2 separate regions of the Mus musculus genome follow, and region 1 is linked to region 2. Evidence: chromatin contacts called from public promoter capture Hi-C data. All regions are on one chromosome and are shown on one strand. The core of a region is the stretch at or near the end of the contact, and the rest is flanking DNA. Distances in the headings are between cores, read along the strand shown.

Evidence for each region. Promoter capture Hi-C pulls out the DNA fragments that hold promoters and counts their contacts.
Region 1: a contact with region 2 is called in a promoter capture Hi-C map of pre-B cells. The contact joins the promoter of Rab2a here to the promoter of Plag1 in region 2. A contact is called at or near these places in 2 of 39 promoter capture datasets (cranial neural crest and pre-B cells).

The regions. Positions count from the first base shown.
Region 1 is chr4:8,533,043-8,540,013 of GRCm38.p6, reverse strand. Rab2a (RAB2A, member RAS oncogene family) reads right to left here and starts at 4,370. Exons shown (of 8, transcript NM_021518.3): 1 at 4,106-4,370. The coding sequence starts at 4,151.
Region 2 is chr4:3,933,744-3,940,671 of GRCm38.p6, reverse strand. Plag1 (pleiomorphic adenoma gene 1) reads left to right here and starts at 2,267. Exons shown (of 6, transcript NM_019969.3): 1 at 2,267-2,458. Chchd7 (coiled-coil-helix-coiled-coil-helix domain containing 7) reads right to left here and starts at 1,784. Exons shown (of 5, transcript NM_181391.4): 1 at 1,541-1,784; 2 at 1,146-1,293.

The sequences.
Region 1 (6,971 bases), core at 3,121-5,620, 4.6 Mb before region 2:
CTGCCAAGGTTTTAAGAATAAAAAGTCACCCTGGAACTAATAAAATATCATCTCAAGTGCTCTGAATGAATGAATGAATAAATAAATAAATGCAAGAAGTAAAAGGAGGGATTACCTGGGTGTGGTAGCCCAGGGAATCCATCATCTTTTACTTATAAGAAAAGAACAGCTAAAATGTTGAGTATTTTCAAGCTTGTAAATAAGCAAAGTGGATGAAATCAAGTGGGAGAATTTAACAGGAAACTGGTAAGTTAGAGATGAGATGTGGAGGATCTATGCGGCTGTCTTCTACAGTACAGACACAGCCTCCCAGCCTGAGGCAGCAAAGGGAGGTGGCACGAGCTTTGCCTGTGGTAGTAAGTAGTAGCCTATGAGATTTACTCAACAAGTAATTATTGCTAATTGAAAACTTCCCCCAAACACTCCAAAAGATGGAATACAGTTGACAGCGACTATGGAAACCTGGCTATGCACACAGGTAGCAACATGGACATAATATTCCAGTATTAAAACATAAGAAAGAAAAGGGGGCGCAAGTATAACATATTCCTATAACTTGCTTTTTGCACCCCATTTGCATTCAAACCATACCATTCCACTCCACCAGCAGTCTGATTTCTATGAGCTTAACACTGGAGACAACTGTGGAATCATGGTACCTTACTGCTAGGTGGCTCTTCCTCGTTGCAGGAAGGAAGACCTTCTCCATTTCTTTTCCTGTTCACTAAAGGTCACCACCCACTTCATTCCAGAAGGGCAGCTCTGTCAGATCCCCAGGTGTCAACAGTTTTACATGTGAACCAGTTGCACCAAAACAATTTTCACCAAATAAATAAGACCTTGCATTTTGGGGTGCATGAGCTGTAATTTTGCTCTGCAATTGTCTGACCTATGGTACATCCATCAAACCCTGATATCAAAGCAGGAGTGTGAAGACAAGTAAGGAACTCTGAGAAGGAGTTTCTCAGACTGGGAGCTTATTTATAAATGTATTAATATTTTGAGGCTTTTTTCTCCCCTACAAGATTCCTTACTTTGGTGCCTTGAGAGACGGCTCAGTGGTTAAGGGCACTTCCTGCCCTGTCAGAAATCATGGAGTTAGCTCCCAACAGCCATACACAGTGGCTCAACTCTAGTTCCAGGTGACCTCATGTGACACCCTCTTCTGGTCTCTGCAGACATCAGGCATGTACATGGTATAAACACACACACACACACACACAATCATCATCATCATTATCACACACATTATATGCAGGCACTCATGCACACACATAAAAATTTTTAAATTTAAGACTTCATAATTTCAACAGTTCAAATAATAAAATCTCGGACAAAGAGGATTATTTGTGATTAGTTCTCAAGCCTCTAAGCTAGGTCACCTACTCTGTGCTCTTATTTAATTTCAGTTCAAATGTCACCTCCCTAGTAAGAACCTCCCTTCAAGGCACACAAACGTTTCAGCCAACAGTGAGAAGAAAAGCCTTCCTAATAACAAGGATCATTTAAAATGCTGGTGGAGTGAGAAGACAGTGGAGGAACAGAGAATGGGGAATGGGGCAAGAAAGACCACTCTACTCCAGCAGGGAAGGAAAGGCAGGTTTACCACAATCTAGGCAAAAGAAAAAAGGGCATTTTAACTGCGAGTAAACACAATTGGCTTGTGAATGTGTGTATCTGATGAGGGACAGGAGGACTGATTATGAAGTTAAAAACTGACAGACATGTTAGGTTCCTGAAATAGGCTTTTTCTGTTAATAATTATGCGCTTATATTACTAGACTAGGCTTGTTCAAAGCAGAAACACTTTCCACTTTATAAATCACATTATGCCTGCTAGTGTACTCTCTATGAAATAAAATGATAGCCCTTTTCAAGCAAAAGCACTAAGCAAAAAACTAGTAGATTTGGGATTAAACTTTGAAATGATTAATGTGTGTAGTAGAAATACAGTCCATTCGGCTCCTGATTAATTAACTACATGAGACCTACCTTTGACTGGGTCCATCCTAAAGCATACAGAACACCTTTTCTACCCCCAAGAACTACGTAAGCAAATGCAGATGCCTACACAAATACCTATAAAATAAGTCTGGAATAAACACCAGGAAAACTATATAAATTGAGAAATATAATCCAGAAAATAAGCAGTTACTTCTAACCAAGGTACCAGGTGAATACTGGCATATATAAGAGGTCAAGATATGTTGATTCTGCAGGCATTATGGAAGGCCGGGGCAAGGCTTTAATTAAAAGATTAACAACATTTCTTAGGGAATGATAATGGCAGAAGGCAGGCCAAACAGAGGGAGGAGGAGGGAGCAAGGAAGCCTCAGAAGCCAGCTATTGGGCTCACAGGCAACAGCAAGGTGATGCAGTAGGAAAGAATGCTACAAGAGCAGGAGGTACTTTAGTTCACTGAGGACCAAACTAAAGCAAGAGCTTGACAGAGTAGTTCAGATGAAACTGAGGCTAAGCTATACTAGTTGAACTGGAGTGTGGACCAAGTGCTATCTACAGCCCAGTGAGCAGTCAAAGGCCAGAACTAGGTCACACCAGAATGCCAAGAAAGGAGTGTCTTCCCTTCAAACCACAGGGACTGTTTACGGATGGGGACCATTTCCTGAGAACAGAGCGTCAGCTAGTTAGTATCTGTCCTCCCAGTATTCCCTGCACATTACTAAATACTAATAAAAACACGATACCCTGCAAATACTCAATCTAAATTGTGCTGCTGCTGGGACAACCAAGTGGTCAGTTATTCCTGTTTCACACACCCAGGCACACTGTAGTTAGTCTGACATCTCCAATTTTACTTGTTTTTTTTTTTTTTTTTTTTTAAAATAACTCAGTGCTTTTATTTTAGATACCACTTTTCCAGTTTACAAAATATGGCTTTATCCAGTACCTTGCATAGAAAACCATCCAGTTTCCTTACACACACACACACACACACACACACACACGGCTGAAAAACTGTATTAACTGCAGGAAGTTTGTGTTAGGTAGCAATCAACATACTTCCAGAGTTACTTATAGAACCTGCTACATCATAGGGCAACCTCAAGATGCTTCTACATTTACAAAGTTGTGTAAGGGGTCCAGGTTGTGCAACACTCACCACTGAAATCAGACTCTAGTGTATTAATAGTTTTAACACCTAAATAAGCTTTACGTTTATTATTAGATTCGAAATATGGCCCAAATCGCAGGTATTCAAAGTATTTCATGAACAGCTTGCTTATTTGCTTCAGAAACTTATGAGGATGCTATTTTTAAGTGGGAACTTTTTTTTCCTTTTTTTTTTTGCTACAAATGTACACGAGGTCACCTGAAAATTAACAGTTGTGATCCTGGACTTGACAAAACCGAAAAAAAAGAAAAAAAAATCAGTAGTAAGTCAGCATACCCACAGTATGCTCACACCCAGCCCACTGACCTGCCTTGCATTACTATCAAGTCAAATAATGCCAGCATACACGTGGCAAAAGTCGCCAGAGCTCAATGGTGCTTTAATGATCCCGAGAAGAATTGCCCTGCCATCGAGTCATGTGATCTCACTTATTCGGACTTGGAGATTGAGGATATTTCCAAAAAAATTTAGGTTTTTTTCTTTTCCTTTTTTAATTTTTTTTTTTCCTCCCCAAAAGGCTGTCCCACTTCAGGGTGCGCCTTGCCAGGGCCTAGACGGAAGCGTGCAGGTCGGGGAGGTGGGACCAGGGAGAAAAATCTGGACCGGGGCCCGTCACGCTCCAATTCGTTCGACTTCCCTCTCTCTCCCCGGGCCGCGGAGACAGTCGAGGCGGGGGCCCCCCGGGGACGGCCGTGCTGCTGTCACACTCTCCGGGAAGTGGCAAACGGCTGCCGCGGGCCTGGCTGCAGCGGGCCCGGGCGGAGCAGGGAAGGAAGGCCCAGGCAGGCCGCGGCCGCTCGCAGCGCCCACGTCACCAGCGCCAGCACTGCGGAAATGGAGCGGCGGCCAGGGGACCGAGGGAGGATGGGAGGAAGGGAGGCGCTGCGCCCCCGACCCGCGCCGCTCGGCGCCGCCGCCGCCGTTTGCCCCGCCTGCCCGCCCCGGTCGCCCCCGGCCCGCCGCCGGCCTCACCTGTGTCGCCGATGATGATGTACTTGAAGAGATAGGCGTACGCCATGGCCGCGGCCGCTCCGTGCCAGGCTCACGGCTCCTCCTCCCGCTGTGCGCCTCCTCCGCGCCCTCACCGGCGCCGCTCGGCCGCGAACCCGGGCCCCGCCCGCCGTCGGTCGCCGTCAGAGCCAGCAGCAAAGGCCGAGGGGCAGCGGGACGAACTGACAGCGCCGAGCGCGGAGCACAGCGGCCCAGCCCTTCGGAACAATAACAGCCGCGGCGCCTCCGCCCCGCCTCCGCGCCGACCCGGAAGTGCTGCCGCCGCCTGCGCCGCCGGAGGAGAGGGGAGGAGCCGCGGCCGCGCCCTCCGGTCGGAGTCCCGCCTACCCCGGAGCCCCGCCTACCAGGCCGGGGCTCGGGGAGTCGCGAGGAAACGGAGCCTGCTAGGTTCAGTCGCCGCCCTCTCTCTCTCTCTGTGTGTGTGTGTGTGTGTGTGTGTGTGTGTGTGTGTGTGTGTGTGTGTGTGTAATCGTGGTATGTCCCTATAATGCTGTTATGTCGCTCTTAAAAAGATGTAAAAAAAAACCCAACTGTATAAATATTGAAGTAAATATACATTTGCATGCTGTTTATCAGACCAGGATTCTAAGTGCAATGTTGTGTATAGGTGTAATGTGTACAATATATGGCTTAATCATGTTTTGTGTATGTATTGTACGAAAAACTGAAATAAATACAGAAGCAACATGAAAGGAAATACCTGGTATGACATGATGGAATTAGTAAAAAACATATGTGTGTGCATGCAGTTTGAAGGTACTTTTGCCTTTGAATATATTCTGTATATATTGCCAGTGCTGCCAACTAGAGGCAAACCCAGTTCTTTAAAAGCCCAGATTTTAAAGAAGGTGGAGGACAGAGTTAGTTTACTATCTGAAACAGTTTTCTAGAGAGCCCACTTACAAGAAAGTGACTATCAAAAGGACAAAGGTTACTACAAGTAAGCCATGCATTTATAATCTCAGCACTTGGGAGATAGAGGCAGGAGGATCAGGAATTCTGGGTCATTCTTTACAACACTGAGGGGTCAAGCATGAGACCCTATCTAAAAAAAAGTGTGTCCCCAAAATGTACAGATAAAAGCACTTGCCATGCAAGCCTGTCTTGAGTTCATTCTCTGGAAACCACAATAGAAGGAGAAACACACACACAAAGTGAGAGAGACAGAGAAACAGAGAGAATATAGCAGAATGATGTTCGTGGATCTGTTCAGGAAATTTAAGAGTTGTGTAAGGAAGCTGATTTAATGCTTCCATCTCTCTTCTGTTGCTGGAGGAGGAATGAGTGGGCTTTTGTGGCTTTCGTGGCCAGCCTCCTGCTGACTGTCATCCCTTCCCTTGGGAATCAACCATTCTGTGATTATAGTTGATGGTACCATGCTAGGATGACTGAAGTTGGTTGCTACTTCATTTGCACAACTGACAAGCAGGACCTCACTAGGTTTTTCTTCATTACTAGGGAGGTGGTTTGCTAAAGGCTCAGGAACTTGATGTGAAAAGCAACTGAAAAAAATGGGGTTCACTGGTCTTTGGGACCTTCCCCGGGTGCTTCAGGCTTGAGGCTGTTTTGCCTAAGGGACTTCACTCAAGTCATCTTTTCTGGGTGTCTGTTCAGAAACTCGGGTCCTTACTCTCAGAGTGTGGTCTTTACTATCTCAGCTCCCGAAGGACAACTCTGTAGACTGTAGGAGCCTAGCCTCCTTTGTAATCAAGAACAGTCCCTAGAGCAGACAGCTAGCCAGAGAAGTTGTGGCAGGCCATGCAAGGCCTTGTGTGCTGAGATATACACATATAGAACTCTATACAGGAGACACAGGGAAATTATGAAGGGAAAGAGGTACACAGAAAAAACCTCACAGCCATATATACACAGTGCTAGAGGCAATGTGGTGGTATAAAGAGCTTAGGAAACCTGGCTTCTGGTCTTGACTCTGTCCTGATTGGATGGTTGTGACAAATTGTTCTTGCCTTTCAGTGTATGGATCTGTACAAGGCTGAAGTTGGTCATTTAGGAGGGCTGCTTTACATTGGAATGTGCTTGGCTGTTTGTCTGTCCAATCTCCAGATGTAAATGTACCAGTTAAGGTAGTAATCCTACCCCCCCCCCCCACCGTGAAGATACCAGGGCTATACAGGTGTCCCAGGTTCGTGTTCCTGTACGGGGCTGCTCTCTTTTAGTGCGCAAAGATTGCAGAGGCCACTGCACCACAGCAGTACGATCAAGTGTGAGTGGGGACCTGATTTTCTTTATTTCTGAGTTTTTTGCTAGATTGTTGTGTACATCCAAGAGAGTGGGCATGTGTGTGCTATGGCCCTCTACCAGGCCAGCGTACAACTTCTTGGAATTGGACTCTCCCAAAACACTTGGGTCCCAGGGGTCAAATGCAGATTGCCAAGCCTGGTAGCAGGTGTCTATCTGCTGAGCGGTCTCACCAGTCCAAGCACTTGATTTTCATATCTTCCTCTGAGCCTCAGATGAGGGTGGTAGGTGCTTTGCAGATTCAGTGTATTGGCTGGAGATAAGGCTCAGTAGAAGGCTTACTGTGCAAGCATGAGGGCTTAAGTGTGGATGCCCATCACTGGAGAGGTGGACACAGGCGGATCTTACAGATCAGGGAGTACAGACAGCTGAATTAGTAAGCTCCAGATTCACGGAGAGACCGTGCCTCAAAACCCTAGGTAAAGAGCCAGTGAGGAAGATAGCCAGTGCTGATCTCTGACTCCTGACGCAGATGCACACGCGCTGGGACACACATGCACGTGCGGACACACGAAACACAAACTGAAAAGTAAGAAACAACATATAGAAGAAAAAAATTAAATATTGT
Region 2 (6,928 bases), core at 1,018-3,517:
AAGGTATTGATGAGCCACCCACCATCTTTGAAAAAACGTCCTCTACTTAGCTTAAGGGGCTGATCTGGCTTACACACCCAAATGCTACTCTAGTTTAATCACTTTTCTACCGAAAAATCAAAGCAGATGCCAGAGAAATAAGGCAGTATGAAGTACACAACTCTACTGAATTAAAAAACAGAACAAAACAAACATGCATGGGCCTTTTCAGAGAAGTCCAACGTTTTGTATGAAATGTCACCAAAAACAATGTTAAACAAAATAATGTATATTCCAGAAAAGTAATTCAAGCCCATAAACTCTTAAGAAGTGAACATATTCTGAATCAATGGCCATCCAGTCCAACTTCTTCCATTCTGGTAAAGATCGGGATGTCTAAGCTAAAGGAGCCCAACTTTTCCCGGAGATAGAATCTGATTACTCTGAGTCCTTTAACTTTCAGTAATCACCAAATAATCATTTATGCCATGAACTTCATTGAAAATACCCAGCCAGTAGAAGCGTCTTGACAGGAAGGGCACTCAGTACAAAGTCCAACTATCTCTAGAAGCCTTTCCTCTTCGGAAGATAGTTTACAAGACTGCCTCTTCCTGAGAGAATACCAGAACTAAGAAAATCTACAGTCTTCTCTTCATGTCTCCCACAGAGCTCCGCTTGATCGTTCATGCATATAATAATCTCGACAATCTGATACGAACACAATTCACACTGCGTCCTGATCATGAGATTCTGTTGTTTCATTATCATCAGCCAGAAATTCTTTTAAAAAGTATCCACACAAAACAGGCATCAAATTTGCTGCTTCAGGCTATTCCCGTTTTACTGCTTTTTATTCTGGATACTAAATGCACTATAAACATGGTTTTCCTAATGTCACCTCCTTCGTATGAATTCCTGTGTTAACAGAAAAGGAAGAGGAAATGTCAATTTACATGGAGGAGTGTGGCTGAAGGACAAGATGGAGTGCCCTGCTAAAGAGGCCTTATCTGTTTACTTTTTGAAGGTGCAGGAGTGAACAACTGTTACAACACTGTACTACTTCCAAGATGACATTCAGAAAGAAAACCAGCCTGAGGGAAGACTGCAAACCTACAGCACATCTGAGAAATAGTGCTAAAATCTACTCTAAAGGGCAAACTGCTTACCAAAAAAGTTCCTGATTTCCCACTCTTCGCAGCTTTGATCCGCAGTGGGGGAAGGGCACGTTACTGAACAAGTCCAGGCCCCCCAGGCTTCTCAGAGTCTGGTCTGTGAGTGTTAAATCCGGAAACAGAAATACAGCACACCATAAACCTGGGTACAGAGTACCAGGGACAAAATGTCAAAGTACACATCACAGGGATCTGAGAGGTCGGAGACGAATCTCCAAGAATGTAACTCCCGGACCGCACCGCCTTCCGAGGTGCCGCGCCGCAGAATCGGACGGTGGAGGGCGGGCACAGGTAAACACCACAAAAGGGGCTGGGAAGGAAGGGGGCGGCGTAGAGCGGGGACCTGGGGAGGGCAAGGAGGGGAGTGACACAATCCGGGGTGCCCAGACCTGCATGGGGTCACCTTCCGCTGCCCCGGCCGGACGAATCGCGTGGCGTGAGTAGCGGCAGGAGCATGCCGCGCCGCGGAGGGTTTGGCGCCACGAACTAGGGTCTGCCCTCGGCGCAGTGCTGTCCCGGGCCTGCTGTCCAGGGAGGGAGGGGCCGGAGACCACTCACCACAGGCCACCACTCAGCCAGCACCCGGGCCGGCTGCAGTTCCAAACACGTCAGTGGCTCACGCAGCAGGACCTTAAGTAGCGCGCACCCCAACGTGCTGCCCCCGCGCCCCCCGTTCCAGCTTGTCCAATCCACGCACGCCGCTGCCAGATTGACAGGCGCGCGGAACTCTGTGAGGTTGGGGCGGGCTCAGTTCGCTCCGCCCCCGGGCAGCGGGAGGAGGGCTCAAGCAGGAGGAGCGGGTGGGACGGCGTGAGACCCCGCCTTCTCCCCGCCCCACCGCGCCCCCCGCCCTTCAGCATCGCTCTTACCACTTCGGCCTGATGGGCAGCCACGTCAACCAATGAGCTCATCTGGACCCGGCGGCGGCCGCTCGGACTGGCCAGGCCCTGGGCGGAGCGTGAGGAGGGCGGGCACCTCGGCGGGCGGGGGCCAGGGCGGGCCGGCGGGCGGGCGCGGGGCGGGGGCGGGGGCGGCGGCCGAGCGGGCGGGGGGGGGGGTGGGGGGGGGTAGGAGGCGGCGGTGGGCGCGACGTCGGCGGCTGCGGCGGCGGCGGCGGCGGCGGCGGCAGCTGCAAGTTGAGCTGCAGGGGCAGCGCATACACTACAATGGCTGCTGGAAAGAGGCGTAAGGAAACAATTTCCAGGCCCGCCGCGTCCAGCCCGAAATATGAGAAAAAAATTATTAGAAATTCCGCGGGCGGTGTAAAGGCGGCGGACGGGCCGGAGGGAGGATGTTAAAGCTCCGCGGTGAGTTCTCCGGGGGTCCGGGGCGGCGGGGAGGCGTTTAGCGGGAGGAATATCAGGGTTATTTAAATTATGGGACTAGCCGAGGGGGCAGAGGAGCCGCGGCGGCGGCAGGAGGAGGAAAAGTTTGTGCTACTCCCAGCCCCTGCTCAGGACCCCAGAGAGAAAAATAATAATAAAAAATCAAATAAAATCGTGCGGCGGGGCTGCAAGGACTCCCGAGGTCGCTGCTGACAGGGCAGGGGGCGACGCGACTGGGGACCCGAAGGTGAGGTCGGTGGGAAAAAAAAAACCCTTTTATTCAGGGTCTGGAAAGTTTGAAAAGTTTTCCTCCTCCTCCTCCTCCTCCTCTCTGGTGCTGTGAATATTGTGACAGCGGCAGCGGCAGCAGAGAGAGCGGAAGACATTAGAGACCCGAAAAATAAGGGAAAAATTAATATAAATTCGGTTTTGAGAGGAAACTCTCCGCGTTTTCCACCAAAACATCCCGGGGGAAGGTCGCTTCCCAGAGGGCCTGGCGGAGACCCGCGGTCGGCAATATTTGGGGGGTACTGGGAGTGACTTGGGGTAACTTTGCCCCCTTTTCCGAAGAGGTTTTTCTTTTCTGGAGAAATGCATTTGTTTTTGCCCTCCTGCCCAGGTGGGAGAGCCGAGTCGGGGTGCGGGGTCCGCGGGGCGCCGGACCCAGCCGGGTGGCGACGGGGGCGTAGGGGGAGGGGGTGCTAAATGAAAGCAGGAGATCGGGACGGAGCAGGGACAGCTTGTTGTCAGTATCATAAACAACCAAAATGGAGGGAGAACTCAGGCATATAACCAAATAAAAATTGTTAAAAAATCGCAAAAAATCCCTAAAAATCCGGGATGCGCCCCCCTTTCTCGCCAAAGGTAAAAGTGTGAACCGCCTTTCCCCTGAAGTCCATTTGGACTTTGCAGGGACCAAGGAGTTAATATTTATTTATTTTTTAAAACTTTCGAAGGGCAAAAGCCTTTTATAACTCCACCGACAATGAGAAAACGTGAAAATCCAATGCAAGAGAAGCAGGGGGAGGGAGGGGGAGGTGGTAGTGCAGAAACTACTAAACTTATTGGTAATGTGGACTGATCTGAGATAAGATAAACACTATATTTGCTATTTTATAACTCCCTTTTAATGATCTGTGAGGAGGTTGCTTTTTGGGGTAGGAAAAAAAGTGATGCCATTTTCTTAATAGAGTTAATATGTGTGATTGGAAGAATAAACCTTTCCGGCTTTAGATTGCATTTTCGTCGCATTTATGCCTCGGGTTTTGTTAGTGGCTCCCTCCTTTCTTTAAGCTGGGCTCTCCAGAGGAGGGGTGGAAAGGTGCTGTTGCCCAGAGAGACTGGAGGGCAAGACTGGCGAACCTTCTGGGGAGGGGTGGGGAGTTGTTTGGTTTCTCCCTTCCTGGCTCGTTTGCTTCACCTGTTCGCCCTCACTAAGGAATGTTGGACTGAAGTTTTCTGGTTTTATGTATATAAAAGGATGGTGCCTCTTGCATCACATTGATGTTAGTGGGAAAGTGCTGCTGATGTTGGTTCCACGTGGGATCTGGGACAGAGCAGGGCATTTTAAAGGGACAGCTTCTCTTTTCTTAGGGTTTTCATCACCTATGCAGACTTACAGAGGACCAAAGTCAGAGGTGCTGGAAGTGTGTGGTGATGGAAGAGCCTTCTCTTTCCATTACTCAAGTGCACCCCCCGTTTAGGAGTGATGGAGGGAGAGGAGGGATAAACAAGCCCAGCAGAAGATGGATGTGTGTGTGGCTTAGTTTTCATCCACGCTGTTCTTTTATGTAACAAGCCCTCCCAGAAACTTTTCATGTTACATTGCTTTGCTCTGGAAGCTGATTTTGGAAAGAATTGTGGAAAAATGGAAAAAGTTGAAGGTGTGTGGTGTAATGGTATAGCATTATTGAACACTTATGAATTCTGTGCAGTGAGATCAAAGAGCCATGTATGCCCATAATGGGGGTTTACAGCCATTTTGTAAAATACCTAATGCTCAGTTTGGCTTCAGGTACACTGAGGACTTCTGGTTGAAACTTACAGGCAAAGTGGTGGAGACTCCTTAACATTGTAAACAGTAGACATTTCTGGGGAGGCGGGAGTGGCTCTCATGAAGACCATGGAAAAGTTTATATATATATTTCAAAATTATATATAGTCCATCCTATGCATATGTTATAACTTTGCACTTTGAAAATGAAAATGCTTGGATATCCTGAAACCTATGGATTTGTATCTTTTCCGCTGAAATGATTTGTGTTTACCAGGAAATGTTTGCTAATCGTTAGCTCCTATCTGCTCTTGTGTCTGCTCTTGTGTCTTAGATGTCCGCAGTATTTTCAAAAGGTAAAATGTGTACATTGTTAACTGTACAGTATTTAAGATTACAACTAATCTGGGATGGAAACTACTTATATTCAGTTTCCACAGCCATATAGAGTTTGGGAAATAAATCTCTATTTTGCTTTGTTTTTACAATTTATAGAAATGGACCAAAGTAAGAACTGAGTTTTTAGACTTCTTAGGTAGTGTTCTCTTTTGCCATACTGCATAAAAATTATTTTGTGACAATCCATTGTGTGTTAGTTCCTGTTTCTAACTGACTTTTCTCAGCACTTTCTGTCCATACCTACATGAAAACAGTATCAGTGACCTGTGAGCACATCATCTTGTGGTTTCCCACTTTGGGAACAACTACAGCTTTCTAAGAAGTCACTAAGGAAAGCACAGGGGCACAAATCCCTGTGAAATCCTGATGCTTGGAAAGAGATTAAAGTCTCAATGAAGAAGATGACCCCTCCCCACCATAATCTTGTGTCCAAAGATTTCAGAATTCCATCACTACTTACAAAAAAAAAAAAAAAAAACCCTCTGAAGTTTATTTTGCATGTTCATTATGTTGCTGGCTCAAGATAGTTACTCTGACTATAAGTAGTCAGGATTATACTTTGTGCTTAAAATGCATGAGACTTTCGGATACTGAGCGGTTGCCACTTTGACAAACCAAATACAATTACCAATAAATTCAGTGTCAGTAAAAGTCAAGGCAAGTTTTGCTTTTGGTTCTGTTAGCTCATTGAGCTACTGAAGGTGTTTGGGCACTTAAAAATAGGATCTCATTCTTTGTTGTCAACCTCAACACAAGTTCACCTATTAAAATAGAGGTTATTCTTTCTCATATAGAGTAATATACACTTTGTTGGGGTTTAGTAAAACCAGCTCTTTTTGAAGTTAAAAAAAATACACTCATAATGTCCAGATGAAAACCTGTAACTCTTAGAGTCTTGCTTAGATAGGGAGTAGCACAAGAGCTGAGTTGAGTTGATTGTACTAAGGCTTTTTGATGCTTAGAAACCCTGCCTGTTGAACTTCCTTTGCTGGAAGTCCTATTAAATTATACCAATACAGAGAGATAGTCTAAGGACAGCAGCCCATGCTCCATACGACCTCACTTACAGTTAGAGAAACCCCACAGAGGAGAATTCTTCTCTGAGACTTAGATGCCCAGTGGCACTACTGAAAATTCTGAAATGATTATTTCCTGCAGTGGTGGATGATATAGTGAGTGTGGGATAATACTGATAAAACCCCTTATCTGTGTATTTATTTATGATAATCAAAATAGTTCAATAAGCAGACATTTTCTAGTTAAAGTAGTTGAATTTTCCTTTATCACTATAATTTGAAATTTTAAGAATTTTTTTTGCTTTAGTATCAATTCAAAAATGAGAATTTTTCCTTCATTATTATAATAATCCTGGTTGCTATTATGTACATTTTCATATGATATTCTAGAAATTTACCTAAGGGTTAAACTATTGTTTTTTAAATTAAATGTCATGTTCCTATCACAACTGGGATTTTAAAAGACGTACAACTGAAACCTATGCCATGCCTGCCTTTGAAGGTTACTTCAGTAATCATTTTACTCAAGCTGTATAATCAAACTAGCCATCCTTCTAGGAATGCTTTAATATTATTTCTTTGTAATTTTGTTCTTTGACAATTTAACGTGTAAAAAATTAACCTGTTAACTCATGAGATGAGAGTTTCAGAAGAAGAGTGTCTTGTCAAGTAAAAGCTAAGCAAGTAGATCTGTTCAGGGTGGAAGGGAAACTGTCCCTTAAGCCATCGTTTAAAGGGTTTTAAGAACCTGGTAAATATTTTTTTCTGAAACACAGACTATGTTGAAAGCATGTCAGTCATTGCTTGAAAACAAAGATGGATTTTTATTTCTTTAGTTTTAACAGGAATTAATGTAGGCAGCATATTTAACCAATTAGTAAGTGTTTAGGTACCCTTAGAACAGTATTTACAAATAAGTTCAGTTCGAGGGCAGGCTACATCGGATTGATGAACTGTAAGGTTCACTGTGGTTTCAGAGCTCATGAAGAAGAACTCTTTTCCATTCTAACACAAGGACACAGTAGAAGTGATGTGTGGTTGCTT